Regions from separate parts of the Mus musculus genome. Here region 1 is linked to region 2. Evidence: chromatin contacts called from public HiChIP or PLAC-seq data. All regions are on one chromosome and are shown on one strand. Each heading gives the region's core, a stretch centred on a gene start, on an enhancer-like site or on the middle of the called end of the contact. The rest is flanking DNA. Distances are from core to core; before and after follow the strand shown. Region 1 has its middle 21 kb from the start of Src. Region 2 holds the start of Manbal (mannosidase, beta A, lysosomal-like).

Region 1 (4,449 bases), core at 1,270-3,769, 35 kb before region 2:
AAGTAGAGGGCTCATTATTGTTGTGCACGTGTAGGGTGTATGCACGCGAATGAAGGTGTGTGCGTGCCACAGCACACGTGTGGCAGGCAGAGGATAGCTTCGTAGAGTTCTTTCTCTTCTTCCACTGTGTGTTCCAGGGGTTGAATTCAAGTTGTCAGAGTCATGAAGCAAAGGTGCTTACCCACTGAGCCATCTTTCCAACCCTAGGACACTGTGGTCCCCCTAGAAAGCCTTTGCACCTCCCCGAGGCATCCTGGGTAGCGGTGTCTATGTTATCATGCCATTTGACTAGAAACAGGAAGTGTGTGTTGTGTGTGTGTGTGCTTGGCTTATTGCACACACCAAAATTCTTTTCAGATTTATTCGGGTCCTTTATTATTGTTTTTAAATATACCACAATTTGTCTTTTTGTGAAATTATTTTTCTTTTCTTTTCAGAAAGGGGAGGTCGGGCAGGGAGACAGGTTCTCACTGGCCTAAAACTTACAATTGCTCTGCCTCCATTTCCTGAGTACTGAGATGACAGAGGTGTGTGCCACCATGCCTTCGCCAATTCTGTTTTTGATAGCACCTGGCATGTTTCTGGTTGTTTTGCTTGGTTTCTGTTTTTAGAATGTGTCTTGCTACATAACCTGGCTAGCCTGAAACTCACTATGTAGACTAAGCTAGCCTCAAATTCCACCTGTCTCTGCCTTCCAGTTGCTGGGATTAAAGGCATACACCACCACCCCTGGCTATTTCCAGTTTTTAACTTTTATCAATAAAGCTACCATGAACATTCCTACTGGAATTTAGCACAAGACTCTGTGGATAGCTGTGTTCACTTCCCTAGGGTGATGCCCAGGGGCAGAATGCAGAGCTGGGCGGCCTGTGTAGCAGCCTGGAACTCCCCTGTGCTTTTCCAAGGTTACTGTTCTCCTCATCCTCCTGCCGGACACACCAGCCTCTCCATATGGCGTGTTCAGTCTTTTTGACTCTCTTCAGTCCGGAGGCTAATGGACATTGTGGTTTTAATGTGTATTTCCATGATGACTAGCAGTGAACTCTTTTCTCACACTTATTTAGAACTCGTGTGCATGTGCAGGCCTAACATGCATATTTATGTGTGCATAGGTGTATAGGTGCGTGTGTGCATGCACATTTGTGTGTGTGTGTGTGTGTGTGTGTGTGTGTGTGTGTGTGTGTGTACATGGAGACTGAAAAACACCGCATCCACTCTGCTTATCTGGGTGTTAGGGATCAAATTCAGGTCCTTTCCTTACACTTTACTGAATGAGCTAGAACTTGGCGGGCTGGAGGTGCACCTGCCTGTACATGTGTGTGTGAGCGTCACAGATTAGGGCTGGAGAAATGGCCTAGTGGTTAAGTATATACTGCTCTTCCAGAGGACCCAAGTTCAATTTGCAGCACCCACATCAGGTGGCTCATAGTTGTAACTCCAACTCCAGAGGGATCTAGATACCTCTGGCCTCTGTTGGCACATGCACTCATGTGAACACATCCACACAGAGACATAAAAACATAACTCAAAATAATAAAAAATAAATCTGCATGTAATGAGCATAGTAAAATATGCTTTTTAGACATGTAAAGATAACTGAGTCAAGACCCCTACTGCACCCAAGGCTGCACCTGATAACCAGAACCCAGTGACGTCACTCACTCAAGGTAAACAGGCAGAACCCTAGAGACCCCATGATGCCCACTGGACAGTATAGAAGCAGAGACTAAGAGCAATGCTCTGCTCTGCACATCTGGAGAGACACCACCTTGATCTGCTCTGCAGCTGGAGCGTCTCCCTCAGGATCCTGACCCTGGAGTCAGAGACTTCTGTTAGAGACTGGACCTGACCTTCAGCTAAGATATACCACACAGGAGAGCAGCCTTGGGGAGACAGGCCCAGGACTGAGTTAGGAATTCAGAGTGTGGACGTTGTGTGACGACCCTCAGCATAACAAAACATAACTTTTGTTATAACAACTACTCACACCTACCTTCTTGCTTGAAACAGAAAGTCATGGATTAGTGTTGATTGTCTTCTTTTTCTCCTGTTTAGTTTTTGAGACAGGGTCTCTCACTGAGCCTGGATCTCACTGTTTCTGCTATATTAGGGGCCTATGAGCCCCACCATCTTGTCTTCCATCCACTCTCTCATCTACCCTGGATACCAGGGCTACAAGCACTGCCATGCCTCTTTTTTTCTCTTACCTGATGCTGGGGATCTGAACTCCGGCCTCCCTGGCCCAAGTGGTTTGTTGTTGCTTTGAGTCAAGGTTTCATGAAGCCCAGACTGGCCTTGAATTCACAATGTAGTCACGGGTGACGTTAGTTTCTGATTCTCACGTTTGCGCATACCAGGTGCTGGTATTAAGGATCGGGCCTGAATTACCACGCCTGTAATCTTTGAGACTAAGGGTCCAAAGTGGGTCTCTGTGGATGAAAAATCAAGATGTTTGCTTTATCAGGAAGAAACTTCCTCTGTGGGGTGCTGGGAATTCTATACCTCATCTTATGACCTCCTCAGTCAGCCCACGTTCCTTGCTCATAGCTCCAACTTCTGCTTCTGGGTCACATCCTCTCTGACATCAATTTTCCTTTCTCCTTCTTTTTTTTTTGTAAGGATTCTTGTGATTCAACTGGGCCTAGGCTTTGGGAATTAGAACACAGATGTTTTGGGGGCATCTTATCTAAGTGAAGTGGGAACACGAGGCAGAAGAGGCCTTAGGTGGGGTTGCCTGGCAACTTGGAAGATGGAAGCCAGTAAAAATGGGGTAGAGTTGAGGAGAGGTCAAAGGACGTAAAATGTCCCTCAAAGCTTCTGTGAGTTCCAGTGAGAACTTTGGCCATTACCTGCCATGGAAGTAGGTAAGAGACATGATCGCAAAAGTTAAAAAAAAAATCTCACATCTATCTATCTATCTATCCATCCATCCATCTGTATACATATTATCTATCAATTATCTATCATCTATCTATCTCTATCTGCCTTCCTATCATCTATCACCTATCTATATCTATTTGCCTATCTATCTATCCATCCATCCATCTACCCATCATCTATCATCTACCTATCAACTATCAGCTATCTATATCTATCTGCCTAGATATCTATCTATCATCTATCTATTTTTCTGTCTGTCTATCATCTATCTCTATCAGCCTACCTACCTTTCATCTATCTCTATCTGCCTACCTATCATCTATCTATCATCTATCCATCATCTACCTATCACCTATCTTATCAATCTATCCATCCATCTATCTATCCATCCATCCATCCATCCATCCATCCATCCATCCATCTATCTATCTATCTATCTATCTATCTATCTATCTATCTATCTACCTACCTACCTACCTATCTACCTATCTATCTAATTTGAATGAAGAGGAGACAGGCACACACACAGTAGAAGTCAGAGGACAGCTTGCTGGAGTTGGTTCTCCCTTTCCACCATGTGTTTCCCCAGGGATCAAACTCAGGTAAGCCTTGGAACCAAGCACCTTTACCTGCAGAGCCCTCATGCTGGCCCAATCTCTCTCTCTCTCTCTCTCTCTCTCTCTCTCTCTTTCTCTCTCTCTCTTTTTCTTTTTTTTTTTTTAAAGATTTATTTATTATTTATTATATGTAAGTACACTGTAGCTGTCTTCAGACACTCCAGAAGAGGGAGTCAGATCTTGTTACGGATGGTTGTGAGCCACCATGTGGTTGCTGGGATTTGAACTCTGGACCTTCGGAAGAGCAGTCGGGTGCTCTAACCCACTGAGCCATCTCACCAGCCCTCTCTTTTTCTTTTAGGTAGGGTTTCTCTGTATAGGCTGTCTCTCTCTTTCTCTCTTTCTTTCTTTTAGATAGGGTTTCTCTGTATAGGCTGTCCTGGAACTCACGCTGTAGACCAGGCTGGCCTCGCACTAAGAAATCTGCCTGCCTCTGCCTCCCAAGTGCTGGGATTAAAGGTATGTGGCACCCCTGCCCGGCCCAATCTTACAATTTTTAACAGGTTGTTGCCAGCTGCTATGTTGAGAACAGACTACCTGTGAGGAGGTTGTTCAATATTCAGGCTGAGATAACTGTAGGCCAGACTTCAACAGTGGCAGGAAGTGGTGAGATGGGGGATCATTCTAGATTTTGAGCTGCAGGGAGATACTTAAAGATCAAACAAGAGAGGGGAGTCAAGGGTAACTCCAAGGTTTTTTTTAAGATGTTTGGCTCAATGGGATACAGCTTTTTGCTAGCAGACCATGAGCTTACCATGTACAAAGCTCTGAGTTCAAATGCTAGCAACCCTTGCTCCCAAAAAGATACTTTTTATATTGATATGTTCTCTAGTACTGTAACAAAATACCCTAGACAGGCTACTTTAAAAAGAAATTTATTTAGATCACAGTTTAAGCCTGAAAATCCAAGATTGGAAGGAATAGCTCTTGCAGCCCTTGTGGGTTCTGGAGA
Region 2 (4,461 bases), core at 1,961-4,460:
CAAGATAGCTTAGCAGTTAAGAGCACGGACTGCTCTATTAGAGGTCCTGAGCTCATTCCCAGTACCCACATGGTGGCTCACAATCATCTGTACCATGATCCAATGCCCTCTTCAGGTGTGTCTGAAGACAGCTACAGTGTACTCACATACATAAATATTAAAACAAAACAAACCAAAAAACCCTATGAGATGCCACAGAGTTGTTCTGCCTTACCCAGTGGATGCCAGATGCTATGCCCAGTACTGAACCCTAATATATCGATTTCCTCTCTCCACACATACCTGTGATAAAGGATACAGTCTAGGTCCCTGGAATCAAACTCATCCGGTTGTGCTGAGTGGAAGCCATAGTGCCTGCCTGATGAACTGACGTGTGGAATTTGTGATGCATCAATAGGCTGCCTTGGACCTTCTGACAATACATGACAGGGGTGTGTGTGAGGGGCATTCAAGCCACAGTTATGTTGGGGGCGGCTGGGTGTCAGGGGCAGAGGGGAATAGTGGTTTGGGGAATCTGTAACAGCTAAGGACTTAAAAAAAAAAGTTCCTGAGCCGGACGTGGTAGTGCACGCCTTTAATCCCAGCACTTGGGAGGCAGAGGCAGGAAAATTTCTGAGTTTGAGCCCAGCCTGGTCTACAGAGTGAGTCCCAGGACAGCCAGGGCTACACAGAGAAACCCTGTCTCGAAAAACCAAAAAAACAAAACAAACAAACAAACAAACAAAAAAACAAAAAAAAGTTCCTGTACCCACCCACCAACACTAGAAAAGGAGATATTCTGTTTGTTTGTGACAGAGTCTCACTATGAAACAAGACATGTAGACCTCTAAGGCCTTGGACTCCCAGAGTTCCCTCTGCCTCTGCTTCCCTAGTGCTAGAATCAAAGACTCCTGGGGAAAGAGAAAGGATGAAGCCCTTATGCAAGTCACTTTCTATGCAAGTGTAGAAAGATTTCATACAGTTTTTACAAAGTATCAGACCACCTTGCTGGGCAGACTGGAAGGAGGACCAGTGTGGATCAATGACAGGCAGGACCTCATCCTGCCAGACCTGCTTAGCTATGCATACCTCCACCTCTATTCAAGCCTAAACTCCATGACAGAATCTTGGGGAGGGACTTGGAAGCCAGAGGATCCTATTATTTGTTCCTTTTTCCAATGCGGGCACACCGAATACATCTCTTTTCTGATCTTCACTGCTAGTTATCTCATTAACTAAAATATTAGCAATCAGTAGCCAAATCTAGCTCGTTGGCACTGTCAGAGCCAAGTCTTTTACCCTAAAAACTTCAGTTAATAAAACCTTTCAAGAAGACGCTGCAGTTGCTTGGGACAGAATACAGTTTCTATCCCAACACTAGGGAGACAGACAGATCTCTTTGAGTTCTAAACCAGTCTGGTCTGTATGCTGAATTCCAGGCCAGCCAAAACTGAAACCCTGTCTAAAAATAAAGAAATATTTTAATGGCATATTAATCTGAAGTTATTAATTCTATCAATAATGATTGCAGGGAATATGGTCCTTAAGGGATCACATGGGTGGCTTTAATGCTCTGTTCCATCCCAGTATCATAGTTAATAATGGTGTCCTTTGGGGCACATAGAATTTGAAACACACTGGCAACATTTGATGACGTCCACACTGCTGGCGCTGCATCATCACATGCCTTCCAATTCCCCACTTGCTGGCACTTCAAAACTGCCTTCATGTGTTCTTCTGCTGGGACTATAGCAGAGACCTCCACACTGGCAGTGACGTCCGCTATGGAGATTTTGGTTTCAGAACGAATCCATCCCTAACCTGTGTGACCATCCCTTATTCCCAGGAAGTGGCTTTGTGCTCTTGTTTCAGGGGAGGCCTGGCTGAAGCCTTCACATAGCGTAAGGCAGTCTTTGTCCGTTTCTACTCACAAATTCGATGCCATCTCTATCCTAACTAAGTAAACATTTACTACACACTATGGCTGTAACCTTGGCAATGTGAGGTTCAAAAACAAAACTACCACTTATTGATGTTTCAGCAAAGTTCCCATGGAGCCCTCAAATTTGCTATGCAGCCCAGAACAGTATAGGCATGCTCTGCCCCACCCCCAGACTTAGGATGCAAGGGATAAAAACCAAGGCTTTTACACGCTGGGTAAGCCCTCTTCCAACTCAGCCATATCACCAGCTCTGATTTTTAATTTTGATTTTTTTTTTTTCGAGACAGGGTTTCTCTGTGTAGCTTTGGTTGACTTGGAACTTATTCTGTAGACCAGGCTAGCCTCCAACCCACAGAGCTCCTCCAGGATGGCCAGGGCTGCACAGAGAAACCCTGTCTTGGAAAAACAACAAAAATTTTGTTCTCACCAAATAGCTTAGCAACTTTAGCCTAAGAATCTTCCTTTAAAAAAAAAAAAAAGGCTGTTTAAAATAGCACCTTTTTCAGCAAACCCCAAAGGCTATCATTACTACTCTTGTGCTGATATGAGGGTTACACAGGCAGCTGTCCTACGTGACTAATGAGGGGGTAGCGTATACAGAGGGATACGCCAAGCAAGACGATGACCTACGTGTAAAGCAGGAAGAGGTAAAACTTCATCGTGCTACTATCTTAGGGCCGGGAAGAACAGTTCTGGGGTCTGAACATGGGACTCAAGCACGCTGGGTGAGTCTCCACTACTGAGCTACTCAAAACACACAAATTCAAAGCCATGCGCGGTTTGTTTCTGGAGTCTTCCACTTTCTATTTCCAGGTGTCAGGTCACTGGAACCGCAGACACCGGGGAGGCTATCGCATTCCCCATCCCTTTCTCTGGCAGTTTTCTCTCAAGCACACACTGCAACTAAGCACTGATACGCTCCCGGCCTTCGCATCCTCCGCACAGGCCCAAGGGAGCCTTCTGCGGGGAAGGAAAGTGACCGGGAGAGGAAGATCGAGATGCCCGAGGTAACACAGCCATCCAGGGCACACCCGACAAGCCAAGCCCCGGCTGGTCCCGGCGCAGGGCAGGCTGGGCCCTGGCCCTGCACAACCCTCGCGAGGGCCCCAGTCTCCTCGGAACGCAGACTGCCTTTACAGATAACTGCCCTCCGCAACCCCGGAAGCCGCTGTAACCCGCAACGCCGCCCCGATCCCGCCCGCCGGGAAGCCTCGGCCGGGTTATCCGAGCCTCAATACTTACCTCCCGGAACGCCGCGCCGCCGCACCGGAAGTGATCCCTCGTGACCCGGAAGCGATGTGCTGGGAGCAGCAGCAGATTCCGCTCAGCGGGTTTTACCAGGTCCACCGCTTCCTCGCCGTCTTCCTCCTGCTCTCCCCTAATTAGACACCGAAGGTTGAAGCTTTAATGAATTTTTTATTTGATTTGAGACAGGGTCTCAACAGTGTAGCTCTGACTGGCCTCGAACTGGGGGCAATTCTCCTGATTACAGCCGGTCTCCCCCCAGTTTAGAACTCAGTTCTAAGTCTGAGCCAGAAATCTACAATATAAGGGGTAGGACAAACATTACCATGCTATAATTCAGACAAAAACAAATCACCATAATAAATTAAAAAGAGACCAGTGAACATCTCTGCTTCCATGGAGTTTATAGTCAGTAAGTCACATAATAGATAGGGAATCCTTAATGCGATAAATGTTTGGAAGGCAAAAATCAGCATTGAAATAAGTGCGGCAGACCAGTTAGGAATGGAGTTTAATGGGCAGTGATGTGATTGGTGCCTGATAGTCAAGCCTTCACAGTCTCCCACGCTGACCAATGTGACCCATAGAATTTTGGGGAAATACTGAGCTTGAGTTCCGAGATTAAGACAGAAAAACATTGTGACTTCCTCTTTCCTCGCTCTTGATCATTCCTGGGAAGTCCCGCAGAGTGAGATTCACGTGGGCAGTTATCAAGCCTCCAGCCAACGAACTCAGCTTGGCAGCCAGATAAACTATCTCTAGGTCAGCTGATGTGGCCCTGACCCCTAAATCCTTTAATTATGTGTGCCACGGGTGGGTATTGGTGTGGGTACGGGTGTGGCATATGCACTCACATGCATGTACCTATGGCTGCTGAGGCCAGAGTATATCACGTGTCTTGCTCTATTATAGTCCACCTTATTCCCTTGAGATAGGGAAAGCCGCAGGGATCCCGTATCCATCCTCTCCTCTCCTCTGCCTTGGACTGGCGTTAAAGATGTATGAGTGACCATGCCTGGCTTTTTACTTTGGGTCTTTGAGACCTTCATGTTTAGTCAATAAGCACTCTCACTCACTGAGCCATGCCCAGCCTCAAAATCAATTGTGTAGATGGATTTTGGGTTGTTTGGTTTTTTGTTTTTGTTTTTTCCTTTTTCTTTTCTACTTCTGAGGCAGAATCCTCAAGCGTGCTGCTCCAAACTCCTGCTGCTGTGAGGTCCTCCCAATGGTAGACATAGACGGTCATCGACAACCCAAGCCAAAACAAACTTGCAAAGTTTCTTCTATCGGAGCCT

The links. HiChIP or PLAC-seq counts read pairs in DNA pulled down with a chosen protein or histone mark.
Region 1: a contact with region 2 is called in an H3K4me3 HiChIP or PLAC-seq map of bone marrow-derived macrophages, with 3 times the contacts expected there. The contact joins the enhancer-like site here to the promoter of Manbal in region 2. A contact is called at or near these places in 7 of 39 promoter capture datasets (3T3-L1-derived adipocytes, the HPC-7 cell line, cranial neural crest and 4 more), 2 of 15 datasets of contacts at CTCF or cohesin (the NIH/3T3 cell line and pro-B cells), 21 of 484 Hi-C or Micro-C datasets (the G1E-ER4 cell line, the HPC-7 cell line, common lymphoid progenitors and 12 more), 26 of 115 datasets of contacts at active chromatin or transcription factors (CD8 T cells, the HPC-7 cell line, T-cell acute lymphoblastic leukemia and 19 more) and 2 of 9 other capture datasets (adipose tissue and pancreatic islet).

What each region holds. Positions count from the first base shown.
Region 1 is chr2:157,401,116-157,405,564 of GRCm38.p6, reverse strand. No RefSeq gene overlaps it. Among named protein-coding and RNA genes, the nearest start is that of Src, 21 kb to the left of the region's middle. Within about 2 kb of position 2,519, at least 2 of the 459 cell types and tissues checked have an H3K27ac peak or open chromatin away from gene starts, as enhancers often do. A contact at or near this core is called in bone marrow-derived macrophages, where this site is marked.
Region 2 is chr2:157,366,343-157,370,803 of GRCm38.p6, reverse strand. It overlaps Manbal (mannosidase, beta A, lysosomal-like), which reads right to left and starts at 3,210. Exons shown (of 3, transcript NM_026968.3): 1 at 3,164-3,210.